Linked DNA regions of Mus musculus: regions 1 and 3 are each linked to region 2. A link is a contact called in public Hi-C data. All regions are on one chromosome and are shown on one strand. Each heading gives the region's core, a stretch centred on a gene start, on an enhancer-like site or on the middle of the called end of the contact. The rest is flanking DNA. Distances are from core to core; before and after follow the strand shown.

Evidence for each region. Hi-C and Micro-C count contacts between places; a contact is called where the count stands out from the background.
Region 1: a contact with region 2 is called in a Hi-C map of uterus, with 4 times the contacts expected there. The contact joins two enhancer-like sites. A contact is called at or near these places in 3 of 484 Hi-C or Micro-C datasets (cortical neurons, forebrain and uterus) and 1 of 115 datasets of contacts at active chromatin or transcription factors (neural progenitor cells).
Region 3: a contact with region 2 is called in a Hi-C map of cerebral cortex, with 1.9 times the contacts expected there. The contact joins two enhancer-like sites. A contact is called at or near these places in 2 of 484 Hi-C or Micro-C datasets (both in cerebral cortex) and 1 of 115 datasets of contacts at active chromatin or transcription factors (neural progenitor cells).

The regions. Positions count from the first base shown.
Region 1 is chr1:164,767,655-164,772,402 of GRCm38.p6, reverse strand. No RefSeq gene overlaps it. Among named protein-coding and RNA genes, the nearest start is that of Dpt, 27 kb to the left of the region's middle. Within about 2 kb of position 1,667, at least 60 of the 459 cell types and tissues checked have an H3K27ac peak or open chromatin away from gene starts, as enhancers often do. A contact at or near this core is called in cortical neurons, forebrain, neural progenitor cells and 1 more, where this site is marked.
Region 2 is chr1:165,072,890-165,077,991 of GRCm38.p6, reverse strand. All of the region lies in intron 1 of 4930568G15Rik (RIKEN cDNA 4930568G15 gene), which reads left to right. Among named protein-coding and RNA genes, the nearest start is that of Gm51669, 14 kb to the right of the region's middle. Within about 2 kb of position 2,186, at least 121 of the 459 cell types and tissues checked have an H3K27ac peak or open chromatin away from gene starts, as enhancers often do. A contact at or near this core is called in cerebral cortex, cortical neurons, forebrain and 2 more, where this site is marked.
Region 3 is chr1:164,680,262-164,685,343 of GRCm38.p6, reverse strand. No RefSeq gene overlaps it. Among named protein-coding and RNA genes, the nearest start is that of Dpt, 110 kb to the left of the region's middle. Within about 2 kb of position 3,568, at least 25 of the 459 cell types and tissues checked have an H3K27ac peak or open chromatin away from gene starts, as enhancers often do. A contact at or near this core is called in cerebral cortex, where this site is marked.

The DNA.
Region 1 (4,748 bases), core at 418-2,917, 310 kb after region 2:
CTTCATCTCCCCTCCCCTCCCCTCCCTTCATCTCCCCTCCCCTCCCCTTCCTTCCTTCCCTCCTTTCTTCCTCTTTGTACATGATACTGTCTACTATTTATGATACAGCAAGTATGCCTTCTGAAGTCTTCACCTTTCCAGTCTCCAGAACCATGAGCAATAAACATCTGTTCACTATACATTAGCCAAAGTGTGATACTCTTATACCTGAACAAACCTAAGACATAGAAAGACGGCTCAGGACCCATCACTTAACACCACACCACAGGGACTGACTGAAGATACCTTCTCAGTAGAATCTTTGACTAGACTTAGAGGTGGTAAGAAAGACTTAAAACTCATACCATGCGGGGGCAGTCAACCCTACCTGGGAAATGGCACAGAAAATAGCCATTATATGAACAGAGAGAAATGCCTGGCTTTAGGTGAAATTGGAAAAATAGGTTTCATTGCCTTTCAGAGTCTCTTAGCACTCATTCAAGTTAACTTAAACTCTGTGGTTTCTTGGTCTTAAAGTTGTCCCTCCCCTAGAGTCTCTGATATCCAGTCTTCTCCCCTAAAATCCCACTGTGCCTTTACATGTGTCAGGACAAGGAAGGAAATTTGTAATGACTGGATCTTCTATTTGCCGAGTACAGTTTTACTTTCTTTAGTTTTAGTGACTTAAAACTTGCGAACTTAGAAAATATGCGCTTTACTTTTTCAAGGTCACGGGGCTCTGGGTAACCCTGAGATTGGCTTTCAGATCACATCTGCATAATTAGAGCCAATTCATGGTGCTTTGGTTCTGAGGATAACTCAGTTTTCCATCTGTCTCATAAACAACATCTGTTACCATAGCAGACACTTTTAACACCAACATCAGGATGGTGTGAGATTCTGAGTTGTATCTGTCTCTGCTGTGTCCTAATAGAAACCCATTGGGCAAGGCAGGTTCTTTCTCTAACACTGTGTATTGTTAAGTGGGAAAGATAATAGCTATATGAGCAGTTTTGTTGAAACTATGGCATGAGTTTTTTAACAATAAGCAGGTTATCATATGATAGAATCTTAAAGGGGGTTCGTTTAAAGAACCTCTAAGAGTAATCTCCTATTCTAAGCATGCAGGGAAAGGCCTCCAGATCAGTTTTACCATTTGATGTAGGTATTTTCAGTGTTTTTCCACACTGACAGGGGAGTACACTGTAGCCTTTTCCTAAACACAGCACTCATGAGGAAAACTCTACCCAACACATCTTCATATCCAATTTGGAGGTTGTGCAAAGTCTAAAACACAAATCCATAATCTCTCTCCTCTGATGTTCTATCATGAGTGATGCTGGACCTCCTGCCGTTGAAACATTCCTAAACATTTGAGCATCTCGGAGTAAGGGCAGGTGTTAAGGGATGCACGCCACTCTCAGAAGCTCTGATGGCTCAGCTTCTCCCCCTCTTCAACTCTCAATGGCTCCAACAGGCAGCAGTACAGCCTCTGGGTCCTCCTTAAAGTTTGGGACTCTTCAACTGTGGAATCCAAATGACTCTTCTGGATGCTCTCCCAGAGCAAAGCGCTGGCTTCGAGTTATCTGGCCAACAGCCATCATGAAGACATTTGCTACTGCCAGCATGTTGACGAGAACATGGAAAATACGACTCAGGCAGGAACACACGCAGGCGTTTCTAGGCTACCTTGGCCAGGGAACCCTTGTCATTAGCTTCATGGGAAAGAGAAACCATCCGCTCCACTCCCCACTTGGCTAGTTATCAACACTGCAAAATTTAAAAGAGTTCCACAGGATTAAAGGGGAAGAGCCAGGAGAAACAGTCCATAAATTTAACAGCAGGCCCTTAGTTTGCATTTTCTATTCTGCAGGGTTCCTGCACTTCGACATGCTTAGGAGAAAGCTGCAGAAACCAAGTGTGCCTTCTTAGACTGTTCAATAGAGTGTGCCTTAGATTTTTGTTTTGAGCATTTTGGGTTTGGGAGAAGATTGGGTTTATCATCCTCTTATGTCGACTCATGGTACTCTCTCATGTTTGGTCCCATTGTTACCTCTTCTTACTTTGTTTTACAATTTCCCTTGGCCTGGCATCTTCCGTTACTACTCTTTATGGTTTGGTGTGCACTAAAGATGTTCACTATTGTCACTTTGTGTGTGTGTGTCTGTGAAGAATGAGCAGTGGTAGTTTGCATACATCTGCACTTTTGGCTTCCATGCTGTGTCTCTTATGTCCATGCCCAGCACAGTGTCTGATGGGTGCTCACTACCTTCTTCCTGGCAGTTTAACTTTTCACCTGCTAATGACAACTTTTTGCTTGCAAACAGTGTTGCTGCCCTTTTTTTTCTACATGCAATCTTGCTGGCCTATATGAGAACTCCCAGGAAAAAGACTCTACTGTAGGCAGCCCAGACACTAAGGCTAACCCCTGCCTGACTTCTTTTCAGAAACACTGGGCCAATTCCTATTAGCAATACAATGTGGGCTCCTGTTCCTTCAACTTATTTATAACTTGGAGCCCTGTAACTTTTTAAAAATTTGCCAGTTAAGTATATGAAATGCTGTATCACTGCCAGCTTAATTGCTGTGCTTGTAATTATTGATGGGGCTGAGTCTAACGAGTTCTTCAGTTTTCTTCCTTTCTGAATTATCTTTGTATATCCTTTATACATCTTCCTATTTTCCCCCCAATGATCTGTGGGCATTTCTTTATAACACCATTGATTTTCAACTTTTTTATTTTTATCATTTCCTCTGAGTATAGTACACATATGCTAAGACTATCGTGCCCATTCTAAATAGAAATTGTGGCAGCAGTTCTCAACCTGTGGGTCGTGACCCCTATGGCAAATCTTTGTCTCCAAAAATATATACATTGTGATTCATAACAGAAGCCAAATTACAGTTATGAAGCAGCAACAAAACTAATGTTATGGCTGGAAGTCACCACAACATGAGGAACTGTATTAAAGGGTCACAGCATTAGGAAGGTTGAGAACCATTGGTTTACAGAGTCATATCCTTAAGTTTGTGCTTGTAGCATCTTATTTAAAAATCCTTCTCCTTCCAAAGGCCACATTTCCTTCTTACTTGCTTGCAGTTGTACTTTTACATCAGAACTTTAAACTATCTAAAGTCTACATAGCATGAAATAAGAATCTAGAATATCTATTTTCAATATAATAATTCAGCTTAAAATGTCTATTTTCATTATAAATCAGAGTTCATAAAGCCAGCACTTAAACAGCTTCTCTGTTTCCTTCTTCTTGTTTACTTTTCTTGCAAGACACTCATTTTAATCTGGTCTACATGTGATGCACCTGCTGTTGTACTCATTCCTATCGCTTTCTGGTTGCTACAGGGAGCTTTTCCTTTTGCATTTTGTGTGTCTGCATGTGAGTGTGTGAGTGTGCGTGTGTGTGTGTGTGTGTGTGTGCGTGTGTGTGTGCATGTGCATGTATCTGTCTTCATGTGAGTGTGTGAGTGTGCGTGTGTGTGTGTGTCTGCATGTATCTGTCTTCATGTGAGTGTGTGAGTGTGCGTGCGTGTGTGTGTGTGTGTGCGCGCGCGCGCATGCCCATTTATGTGAATATGTGTGAGTGTGTATATGAGTCTGTGAGTGTGGTGTGTGAGTGTGTGTGTGTCTGCATGTATCTGTCTTCATGTGAGTGTGTGAGTGTGCGTGTGTGCATGCCCATTTATGTGAATATGTGTGAGTGTGTATATGAGTCTGTGAGTGTGGTGTGTGAGTGTGTGTGTATGTGTGATTGACTTAACTATTTGTGAGTCATAACTCTGTGAGGTCCATTGTGGAATCAAACTTGCCAAGCTTCTCAAAAGTTTCTGCTGAAATTTGCATGGAATAAAATAAACACATGATTAGCTTCAGGAAGAACTAACCAATTTATAGTAAGTAATTCCATTCACCGTCAAATCTTCTCCTGTGCCTTATAACAGCAGAGTTCTAACTCTAACCCATAATATCCTATGCACTCCCTGTATATTCACTGTTTTCTGTTCTTGGGAATTTTAGAAATTCTTCATGTTATGAATGCATTGCTTTTTTGTTATCACTTCTTATTGATAGTATATTTGGCAACCTTGCTGAATTTCTCAGCTAGTTTTGCTAGGCTGTTATTCTGTGGCGGTTTCAATGAACACCCAACTCTGTTTATTAGATGGTCCACTAAAGCCATGCTCATCCCCACCCCATGTTTTCACCCGGAATTTTCCTAGATCCTAGATTACACATTGCCTTTTGAACATCAAATATTATATCTGTCCTTCTTAGTTTAATATCTGAGGAGTGGTCCAGCTGAGGACATTAATAGCCTATGGTGCTAGGTGCAAAGCCACAACCTGGTATTTTTCATGTTCATTTCCTGATAAAAATCTTGGCTGCATTTTATGGATGTACAATATCAGTTGGTAGCTTTTTTAAGATTAAAAATCAAGTACTTTACCTTTAATAATTTGAGAAATATTTGGTCTAGATGACATCACACATCTCTTTTCTGTAAAGACCACACACACACACACACACACACACACACACACACACACACACACATCTCTTAAATGCTTAAAGATACAAATTGGGCATAACAGAAGTCTGGAAGCACTATGTGTTTGAATGTCCAGATGTCTGAATTGTTTTAATTACATGTTTTATTTTCCAGATACTCCCATTGGATGAGATTCATCCTGAAAACAAAGAAACGCCTCAGAACAGCTCCTTAGGATGCTTTCTTTAGTCCCTGTCTGCTACT
Region 2 (5,102 bases), core at 937-3,436:
CAACCCAGTGCTTGCTCATGCCAGTGTGCAGATACATATACAAACCACATGGGCTCAAACATGGAGACAAAAGTCGTATAGACCACAGATAAATGAAGCTATGGTGACAAAAGAGAATTGCTTAAGCCAACGGTGGACTAACGATCGGACTTAATTTTGAATTAAGGTTTTTTTTCCTTAAGTAAGATGGTTCAAGAAACCACTTAACAGCAAACTGGCAAAATTTGCCATTTTGGATCATCATTAACAGGTTCATTTGTATGCTTCAATTTCTGGATAGACATGACAGCTCATAAAAATTCTCATTAGAATGTATAATCCTGTGTTTTCTCATTACTCATTCTTACCTAGCCTGCAGGCCAACGGGTAGAGACCTTTAAGATCTGCTTTCCCAGAATCAGGTTCATAGTGGTAGGATCTGAAGCCTTTTTAGTTCAGCATGTATAAAGCAATGTCATTTCTTTTTGGAAGGCAAGGAGGATGCGTGGGAGTGGGCTGGAGCTTGGGGAATTGGGACGAGGAAGGGAAGGCTAAAATTAGCTGCAATATCTGGTACCATTTTTTTACCAAACTAAGCTCTGAGCTTTGGATTCTTCTTCAGATATTCAGATTTTTCTCTTCAATCTTAGATTGCTTTACTGTTATGACGGCTTCTAGGAGAGGGTTCCTGCAGTTAGCTGACAAAATGCACCAGTGCTTTGTTCCTCTGAAGCTTCCTAGGGACAGCTCTGAAGAGCAAGTGGCGTGTGGTCATCACACTGTGACCCTCAAGGACTTTGTTTATCCAGAGAGCTCTTGGGCTAGTAGGTCTCAAAGCACTTGAGCACCAGTGTTCGAGTCCTAGGTGCATTCAGCAAAATGATTTCAAGCAAGTCATTGGGCTTTTTGTTTTCTGTTTTCGACATCTAAAATATGTGGCAGATGATATCTGCCCAGCCGGCAAACAGGACTGTAGGGAGGCTCACATGAGTACGTCAATACCTTGGCTTTAGATGGAGGTGCTTGGAAAATACAGGGCACATAAAAACCGCTTCAGGCTGACATGTCATCCAGGCTGTTTGAAGGAGGAGCAATGTGCTTTTGGAAATGCCACCTACAGGGATACAGTGGCACATGAGATATCAGGAAGTGGAGAAGAGTTCTGGTCCAGAATGGCAGCTGAGGCTACCATCCATATGCTATATAACTGTTCTTAGTCTCATTTTCTTCATCTGTAAAATGGGAATTATAAAATCATTGATGTGATGAGAACATGTATGGAATGTGCGTGTCCTGACTGATAACGGCATACGAAGGACGTGGCGCTTCTTTCATTTTTGTGCTACCAGCTGACCATGTATATATGAAACTCAGATCTGTTCTTTTGGGAGGGGGCAGGTTACAAGACTGAATGATAGAAAACACAAAAGTTATGGCAATTTCTGACTTTGTCGTATTATATAGCTACTGCCATATCTGTAGTGTAGAAGTGACCTTAGAAATGGATTTACCTCATTCAGAGGGAGGTTTAAAAACAAAACAAAACAAAACAAAATGCAGTCATCTGTCCACTTGTTGCTCAACAAACTTCTGATTATTTAATATGTGCAGGCTGATGAGGTAGGCCAGAAGATAAGGATACCTGATGTATAGGAAAAATGACGGTCCTCATTTGCTTTCGTGGGGAAAACACACAAATAATTACATTCACATATTTGATGCAGTCACAAATGCCAAGGGTGAGGTGGGGGAGGAGATAAAACAGGCACAGGAATGATGCGTGGACCATTGAGCACCATCTTCTGCTCTGAATCTGAGAGCACAGGCTGAAGGGCACTGGACCGACCTCTGGGGCTGCTTCACATCCAGACATCCATTTCTGCTCAGAGAAATGTAACAAAGATGGCTATATATCTACCCTGGCAAACTGGAGGTGGTGAGGTCTGGTAGCTGCAGTCCCTGGGCTTGTCACTAGGATAACAGGTGACAGTCCCCTCCTCTGCCTGTTCCTGCCCCTCCTTGGCTGCCTCTCTGTGGTTAGGATGGAGACTGCAGAGATGGAGACAGCTGGATATGCATAAAGTCTGGCTCAGAACATTTAAAATGCAGACCTCGTTTGGCAGGGATTTCTGTGACTCGGGTCTATTATCTTCACAGCTCACGGCTTCATGGGACATTTGTGCAGATGAAATTGATCAGCAGCAGAAGGAAAATAGCTGTTGCCTAGGCAACCAGCTGATGACTCATTGGGCTTTGAGGCAGCTAAAGCCCTGAGACTGCAGTAATTTTCCAGATGCTTAACCTTCCCTCCCCACTCTTCTGCTCTTGCTCTCCACCCATCATTGCTTTCTCTGCATCTCCTCCCCAAGTTCCCTTCACACTGGAGGCTGCCCACCTGGACCTGGTCCCCTTACAGATATTGCAGGTCCCATTTCTCCACCCATCTACGGCTTGATGCACCCGTGATGGTGTCTAGCAGTGGCCAGGCTGCAAACAGTTTGAGGTCACAGAGCTCCTAAGAAGCCACAGTTTGTTCTTGGTGTTTTGGTCATGAGCCTAGCCTTTATAAGACTGAGCCATCTCTCCAGCCAGGCCACTGTTTGCTTTTTTTTTCATCAGAAAGCCCTCCAGCCAGGCAGTTCCTTGGCTTCTCTGCTACTGTAGCCTGAACCAATTCAATTTGTCTCAGTGATCTGCAATGTGTTTCTCCAGAGGCAGTTGCCCCCGAAGACTCTACACAAAACCAGGGAAATGGTGTTTAGAGCTCATCTTCCATGTGTGCGCTTCTCCCCTTCAGGGTTTCTACTCCCCCTGTCCTGTCTTTTTCTCTACCCTTGAGCTAGAGTCTGATTTTCCAGACCCTTCTTAGTTATCTATCCTAATCCTCTTCAAATATAGTGACAGATGCTTGCTTAAGTATTCCCCTTCCTAAGGCATTTAAATTTTAATAAAAGTTTTTCAGAGGCAAATTATTTAAAGACTCCCCAAGGAAAAATATTCTAAATGGCCCTTTGGATACAGGTTTAAGGAAAGGACTTGGGTAGCAGGCACATTGAGAGAGGACGCTTTCCACTGTTTTGTAATACTTAGGTTACTTCTGACTTTGATTTAGAAACTTTATATTGAACATCAGTTGGTGCCTCACTTTTGTGTCCCACTCTTGTCTCTGCATATGTACTCCAGCCCCACACATGCATGTAAAAACGTATGTACATACACATATACATTCATACATACATGCATGCACACAAACAGACACACACCCACACCACACTACTAGCAGTGAGTAAAAAAAACAATCCTCCCTCCGTGGCTGTGGTCTGAAAAAAGCCCTTATTTCTTGTATGTCCACTGACTTTTCCCTGTTGGATGGGTGGCAAGCATCTACCACCGGCTGAGCACAGTGAGACTGGGATACCTACATGCTCTGCTTGGATGGTAAGACCCTGGGCTGCCCTGTGCCTTTCAACTTAAACTGATGGTATAACTGGAGTTTTCAGGGTAAAAGCCTAGGTTCAGGCAGATCCAATATGTTAGGTTTGCTCACATGCCCTCAGTACACCAACTAAACAGACAAATAATGTCTAGAAGCAGAGAAAAGAGACTTATGCATTGTGTCCACATTGTGAAGAATAGATAAAAGGGCCCAGAGAGTCTAAGTCTATAGGATATTGCAAAGGAGATGTATGTTAAGGGTACATGTATATATAATTAAGCAGTCCAGATCTAGGTGTGGTCTTGATCAGTGTCTCAGCCTTGGTCCAGCAAGGAGATCTGAAAGAAGTCCTTATTGCTTGAGGGGACACAGTGGTTTTAGGAGGTGATTACTTGTGTTTTAAGGTGCAAGTTCATCCTTTTGGAAAATGGCCTCATCTTGAGGCAGACAGCATCACACAGTAGGAGGGGAGCCAAGGCATAAACAGATAAAAGGAAGGCCCACTGGAATGTGCTGGCTCCATTCTTCATGGCTAAGCTTGTTGCTGCCTTGATCATTCTTCCTATCAGACCCCTTGCTTCTTCAGTCTTTCGATGACTCCTGGAGAGTTTACAGGCTGTGTTCCAAGGGTTCCAACTTAGGATAAGCAGCTGTTAGAGTCTCTGGCTTTCCAGCATGCAGGTTGCCATGGTTGAATTACCCAACCTCCAGTCTCCAATGGTGCAAATCAAGCCAATAAAATCCCTCTGATAGTTAGAATTGCATGTAAATAGATATGTATATACATATGAATATACACATACATATGACACCAAACATCACAGGCTTCCTTGGGTTCTAAACAGGGAGTTTAGGCAAATGTCTTGACCTTTCAAAACCTGAGAGTGAGGTCAAAGTCTCTGTAGTGTCTTCTGGGTGAACATGCTCACAATAAGTACCCTTGCTAGAACTCTTCCAGATGGTTTCCGAGGGAGGCACTGTGGCTTTTGCTGTCCTGGCCATTTGTAACAGCAGAGACAAGAAAGCCTCGGAGTCATGCAGTGACCTGGAATGTCCCCCACCTCCTTTGATTTCTGTAGCAGTGTCCCTTGTCTTCCTGCACCAATGTCTCTGCTGTTGCAGGAGGCTGTAGCCCTACTGCGTGTGTACTTTTTGGCTGATTATCAAATTGGTCAGAGCCTAGTTCCAACTCTGCCTTAGCTCATGTTGCATTTCTGCACTTTCTCCAACTCACCTTTGCCTGGAGTTTGAGAAGCATTGTCTTCTGGCTGCTGTTCTCCTATATCCTATAGGCTGTTGGACCCCATGAACTGTTGTAGAAGAATTTTATCCCAATCCGAGGGTTTCTATCCCACATTTGACCATTTGGTTCCTGGATGAAACACGCACACACACACACACACTTCATATTTATAATAAGCCTTAAACAGCACTAGAGCTGGGCAGATATCTACCCTCTATGCTGTTATAATCTACTTTCCCATCAATTTACCCCGAGTTATTACTATGTTTCATCTGGGCTGCTCTTAACTCCAATTGGCCAGCCCTCAGGGCCATGTTTTCTGACTCTTAACCCATATCATCTTTCTCCTCTCTTCACCCTTTTCTCTCCTTCCTCATGGTCTTCTCCGATCTCACCAAACCCCACCTATCTCAAGTCTACCCAGCTATAAGCAGTAGGCATCTT
Region 3 (5,082 bases), core at 2,319-4,818, 390 kb after region 2:
AAGAGCATGATTCAAACTTCAGTGAACTGATTCCTTAAGCCTGAGCTTGCCAGTGATACAGAAATGGCAGCATGTCACTGCAAGAAAACAGGCGAGACTTTAGGAAGTGTTTGGTGTGACATGACCCCTTTTGATAGTCTTGAAAACCCCTTTTTCTCAAAAAAAAAATTAAGTATATAAAATAAAATATTATAATAGAAGACAATTATATTCAAGTGTAATTTCCAACATAAAAACAACTGCTTAGGAGTTTTTGTGTATGTGTGTGTATCTGTGTGTGTGCATGTGTGTGTATATATGTTTGTGTGTGTGTGTGTCTATGTTTGTGTGTGTCTGTAAGTATGTTTCTGTGTGTGTCTGTCTGTCTATGTGTGCATGTGTCTATGTGTCTGTAAGTATGATTCTGTGTATGTCTGTCTGTGTATTTTCTATATACCTGATGATTCCCATAGTTTCAACATAATGATAAAAAGGCACAAACATTTTAAATAACTCTTACAATGGTAATGGAATAAGGCTCAGAGTAGTTACAAAGTGACCATCAGAATTTTGTTATCTGTATTTATAGAGAAGGATAATAATGAATCTTCATTTGAGATTAGCAAAAATAACATTGTGAATTTTTTTTCACCCGAGTTCACACAGCCAGTGTTAAGAATTTCTCATTTAAATGTGTGGGAGGTCGTTTCTTACACTCCAATGTACTTGGGAAAAAACCTAGATGCTAGAATAAGCTCTAGAGTCTTGGATACCAAAATAGAGAGATGTTTGCAGTCTACAGTCTATAATGTGTGCATGCAGTGTTCTTGGGATAAAAAAAAAAATCAAAAGAATACTCAGACATGGTCAAGAAATTTTCTAGAAAGTAGAGAAAGGTCAAAATATTCAACAGAAAGTTGTTTTCTTCAGCACTAGCACTGTCTGCGGGTGAGCTGGACACAAGAAAGATGGCATCTCTTTATTGAAGGACCAGATAAGGTTGTCGTTGTCTGTGAATTCACTTCCTCACTTACGGAGGAAGAGGCAGCAACCCCCATCTCCTTCTCTGGAATACTCCTTGTTGAGATCTTCCAAAATATTGGAGCAAATTAAACAGAATAAAATCATTTCTTATTCTCCTTTTTGAAAAATATCACAATATCTGGTGTAAAGATTAATCCTATCTCCCCCAACCTTGGAGAATATGGCCATGGTTGGGAGTCCATACAAGGAGAGAAATGTCAATTTCACTCACATGCGCTGAATTACATGCTAGAAAATTCAGTTCTTTTGAACAACAGAAAAACGCTTTTATATTTAAGCAAGCATTTGTTCTTGGGAAACAAAATGTTCAGCTCTAGTGGTTGCCACAGCAACTGCTTGGGCTAAAAATACCAGATATTCCATAAGCAGAAAAAGTATGTAGTGAGCAAGGAAGAGGAAAGAAAATGGGAAATCTCCCAGAGGAAGGTCAATGACAGAATCCAGACTCCAAAGACCAGGGAGAGCATGTATCTTGGGGACTGCTTCTTCCCATGGGGCAATATGTTTGATAGAAACCTACCGCCTCTGCACCCTTCTTTTCTATCTGCCCACAACTTTCTCTTCCCTCAGAATCACATATACTAAGTATGAGTGGTCCACCTCTCCAAAAGCATCCTTGTCAACAGTAAGGGCATATCGAGCAAGGGTAGGTAGCATTTGCAGGAGGATCATCAAAGATAAAAACCTCTTCCCATTGTTCCTGCTTTTGAGTTGTCTGGTTTTTTTAAGGAATCCTTCCAGTGAAAGAACTGTTTAGGGGCTGGGGTGACAGTAATGTGCTTATCTACCAACCAAGACTAAGTACCTGAGTTTCCTTCCCTAGAACTCACATGAAAGAAAGAGGGGGAAGCCTGACAGGGTGGCTTACGCTTCTAATCCCAGTGCTAGTGGGGAGGCAGAGACAGGCAGATGCCTGTTAGTACTTGCCAACAAGCCAGCCTGACCTGTTTGGTGAACTCAAGGCCAATGAGAGTCTTTGCCTCACAAAACAAATTCGAATTAACTGAGGAACTACCATGAAGGTTGTCCTCCAGCTTCCACATGCATATGCACAGACAGACAGACAGATAGACAGACAGATAGACAGACAGACAGACAGACAGACAGGCACACACACACACACACACACACACACACACACACACGTACTTGTACACATGTTTAATAAGAGAGAGGTCAAACAATCCATTTTTTCTCTTGCTCCAGTGTCTGATAAGCTTTGGCCAATGTTGTTCCTTCACTTGGAGATAAGTGTCTGCCCTCTTCAGTCTACTTAGCTCCTCGTTGATGCCCATTGGCAGGGTCCCCGGCTTGTTGCAGTTTCTCTTCTTAGGTCTGTTCTTTCTTGGAAACACCCCTTCTAAGAGAACTGGCACCACAGATTTCCTACATGGGCATTTATTAGTCTCACTTGCAGGCTCCTGGGATCTAGAGCTTTGCAATAAATCTCTATTCTATTCCCCATGTGCCCAGCACGGTGCCCAAACCACATTTGTTGACAAAATCTGTTCTACTCCCAAGGGGGGAAAGAGGAAGGCTGAGTGATAGGAAATATTGGATCCTGTGGTCAGTGTACAGGTCAGGGTACTAGTTATAGTTTTGTATGACTTCCTCCATACAAGAGTGCCAAGCCCAGTACAAAACCCTCAAGCCCACACGAATGTCATTCTGTTCCCAGTGCTTTGGTCTAAAGTTAGGCAGCATGCTAGAAATGACGTAATAGTCATATCCTATTCAAATACACTGAGGACTTTCAACAATGACTCTATATTCCAGGAAAAACATTAATAGGATTTGGAACCAGAAGAGCGGGTCTCAGTTTCTCGCCCACACTGTCTTTCCTAGACAAGAGGTAATAGACAACGGACCCGTGCTTAGATACCTAACTTCTTCACTTGTACAAACAGGGTATTCAGATCACATTAGCTGGCAGAATTAGTGTGTTTTGGAAAATACATTCTGTTGTACAAACCGTAGACAACACCATGAGTTAATTCTTTCTACTAAATAAATCCCCAAATGCCTTCCCTTTAATCTCCTAAACCTATTTTCATTCCCATTTCCCTAGGTTAAGGCAAGGTCTCTAAATTCTCTTAACTCCAATTAAATTAAGGGAGCCAATTTTCACAACCGATTTCATCTTAGGTTTTGTTCCTGCTGCTATGCATGATTTCTTTGCAACTCAACGTTTACTATTCCCATCATAGTATATGTAATGTATGATATAATGGCATTTTAGATTTGCATAGCAAATTTGCATAGCAGCTATAGTATATAAACCCCTCTCTCCTTACCAGAAGCAGCAAGTCCCACCTGTCCCATCAGTCACTACCTGAAATGTGAAACTCCAGGCAGGCTGCTGCTGAAACTGAAAAGAATTGGACATTGAAGTAATATACTATGAAGACAACGTGTGGTATCCAACAGCTCCTCCTACTTCCTCCCCATGTTCTTGGCAACAGCCAAGAAACATGTTCCCAGGCAGCAAGATGAAGCTGCCTCCAAAAGGTTACCCTAGAACAGTGTCTGCCTCTCAGGATCGGGCATGTCACGTCCGCATTCTACAGTGATGTGAGTTTTGGCACAGCACAGAAGAGGCTTCTGAGAGGAAGGAAATGGTGCCCTGGTGTTCAGCAGCCTCTGGGGTGCTACTTGGCACGCTCTTCAGAAGTCAATCTCTCCTAGAAGATTCTTTAACTCCCTCAGGTCACAGTGAACTTGTGCATAATGCTTTGATCCTTATTATCTTTTTAGAAAAGGGAGGCCACCATGCTTAACACACTGGCATTTTCTTGTGCCTATAGAATATGCATGATTGTGTTCAATGAGCAGGCACAACGAATATACTTAAAGCCATCTATACAAATAGCCTGCAACAGCTCAAATCTGTTTCCAAGAGTCTAATTCACACCTAGATCTTTAGGAGAATTTGAATTTCATATTGTTCGAGTATCTAGCCCATTCCAATCTCATCCTACCTCAGGAATATTAATAACTCAGGTACTTGTTTGCTAGATCTATGTATGATAACAATTGTATCTTCACTTACTTTCTAGATTATTTATAAGCATTTACTGTGGGTGACCATCATCCAGAAAGTCTTCTACTGGGAATGACATTGTCATCAGTGTTCAACTCTAGATGGTAATTGATGGAAAGTGGGAAGGAAATGGGTCCAACAGATGTTAAGAAGTCCATTAGTCTGTGCATTTGTGGTAAGCCTTTGTGTTCCAGAGTCAGCCTAGACGCTGTACCTCAGCCTTGCCATTTTCTGGCTTTATGATTTTGAGAAACATAAAATCTCTGAACATTAATGTATTCATCTGTACAATGAGAGTGACACAGGTGCTCCCCTCATTACTAAGAGACCTAAGATTCAGTCAATGCTTGACTGATCCAAAGAAGAACTTAGAAAATACCACAGAGGGTATTCAATGGACAGGGGTGGGGGGTGTAACCTTTGTCGTGTCACTTACCCATTAAACATGTGCTTGCAAAGTGTCAGGCATTGAATTCAATAAGAAGACATTAAAATATAAATAATCTCCAGTTTCAGGCCTCTGGATATCTTAGTATTTAGAGTGGTCAGTGAGGAGGTGAGGACCTAAAGAGGCCAGTGCAACACAGCAATGGTCCAGCAGATAATGTGGGCACAGCACCATCTGTGGCCACAGAGGAGTTTCCTTGACAAGTTGAAGTCTAAGATACTTAGGAAGAGGGATGTCAGAACTGGATGACAAGGAGGGTATAGTAGAGGTATGTTGGGAAATGTGACAGACAGGCATGTATCACAAACATGGAGAATTTAAAGTATTTGTACAACTGCAGTTATGATATCAGTGGCAGGAAAGAAGAAAGGCTGCATGTTCTATCATGATAGCATATTCTAAGGTCGTTGAATTTTCAAAAAGCTGCTAATACTCCAAATTTCTCTTAGTCATAAGACCATATTGTAAGTCTCTATGGTAACCACTGAAAGAATATTTAAAAGTGAATAATGAAGGAAAGTTACAAATAATAAAGATGTTTATTAACAAAAAAACAAGGAATAATAAAAAT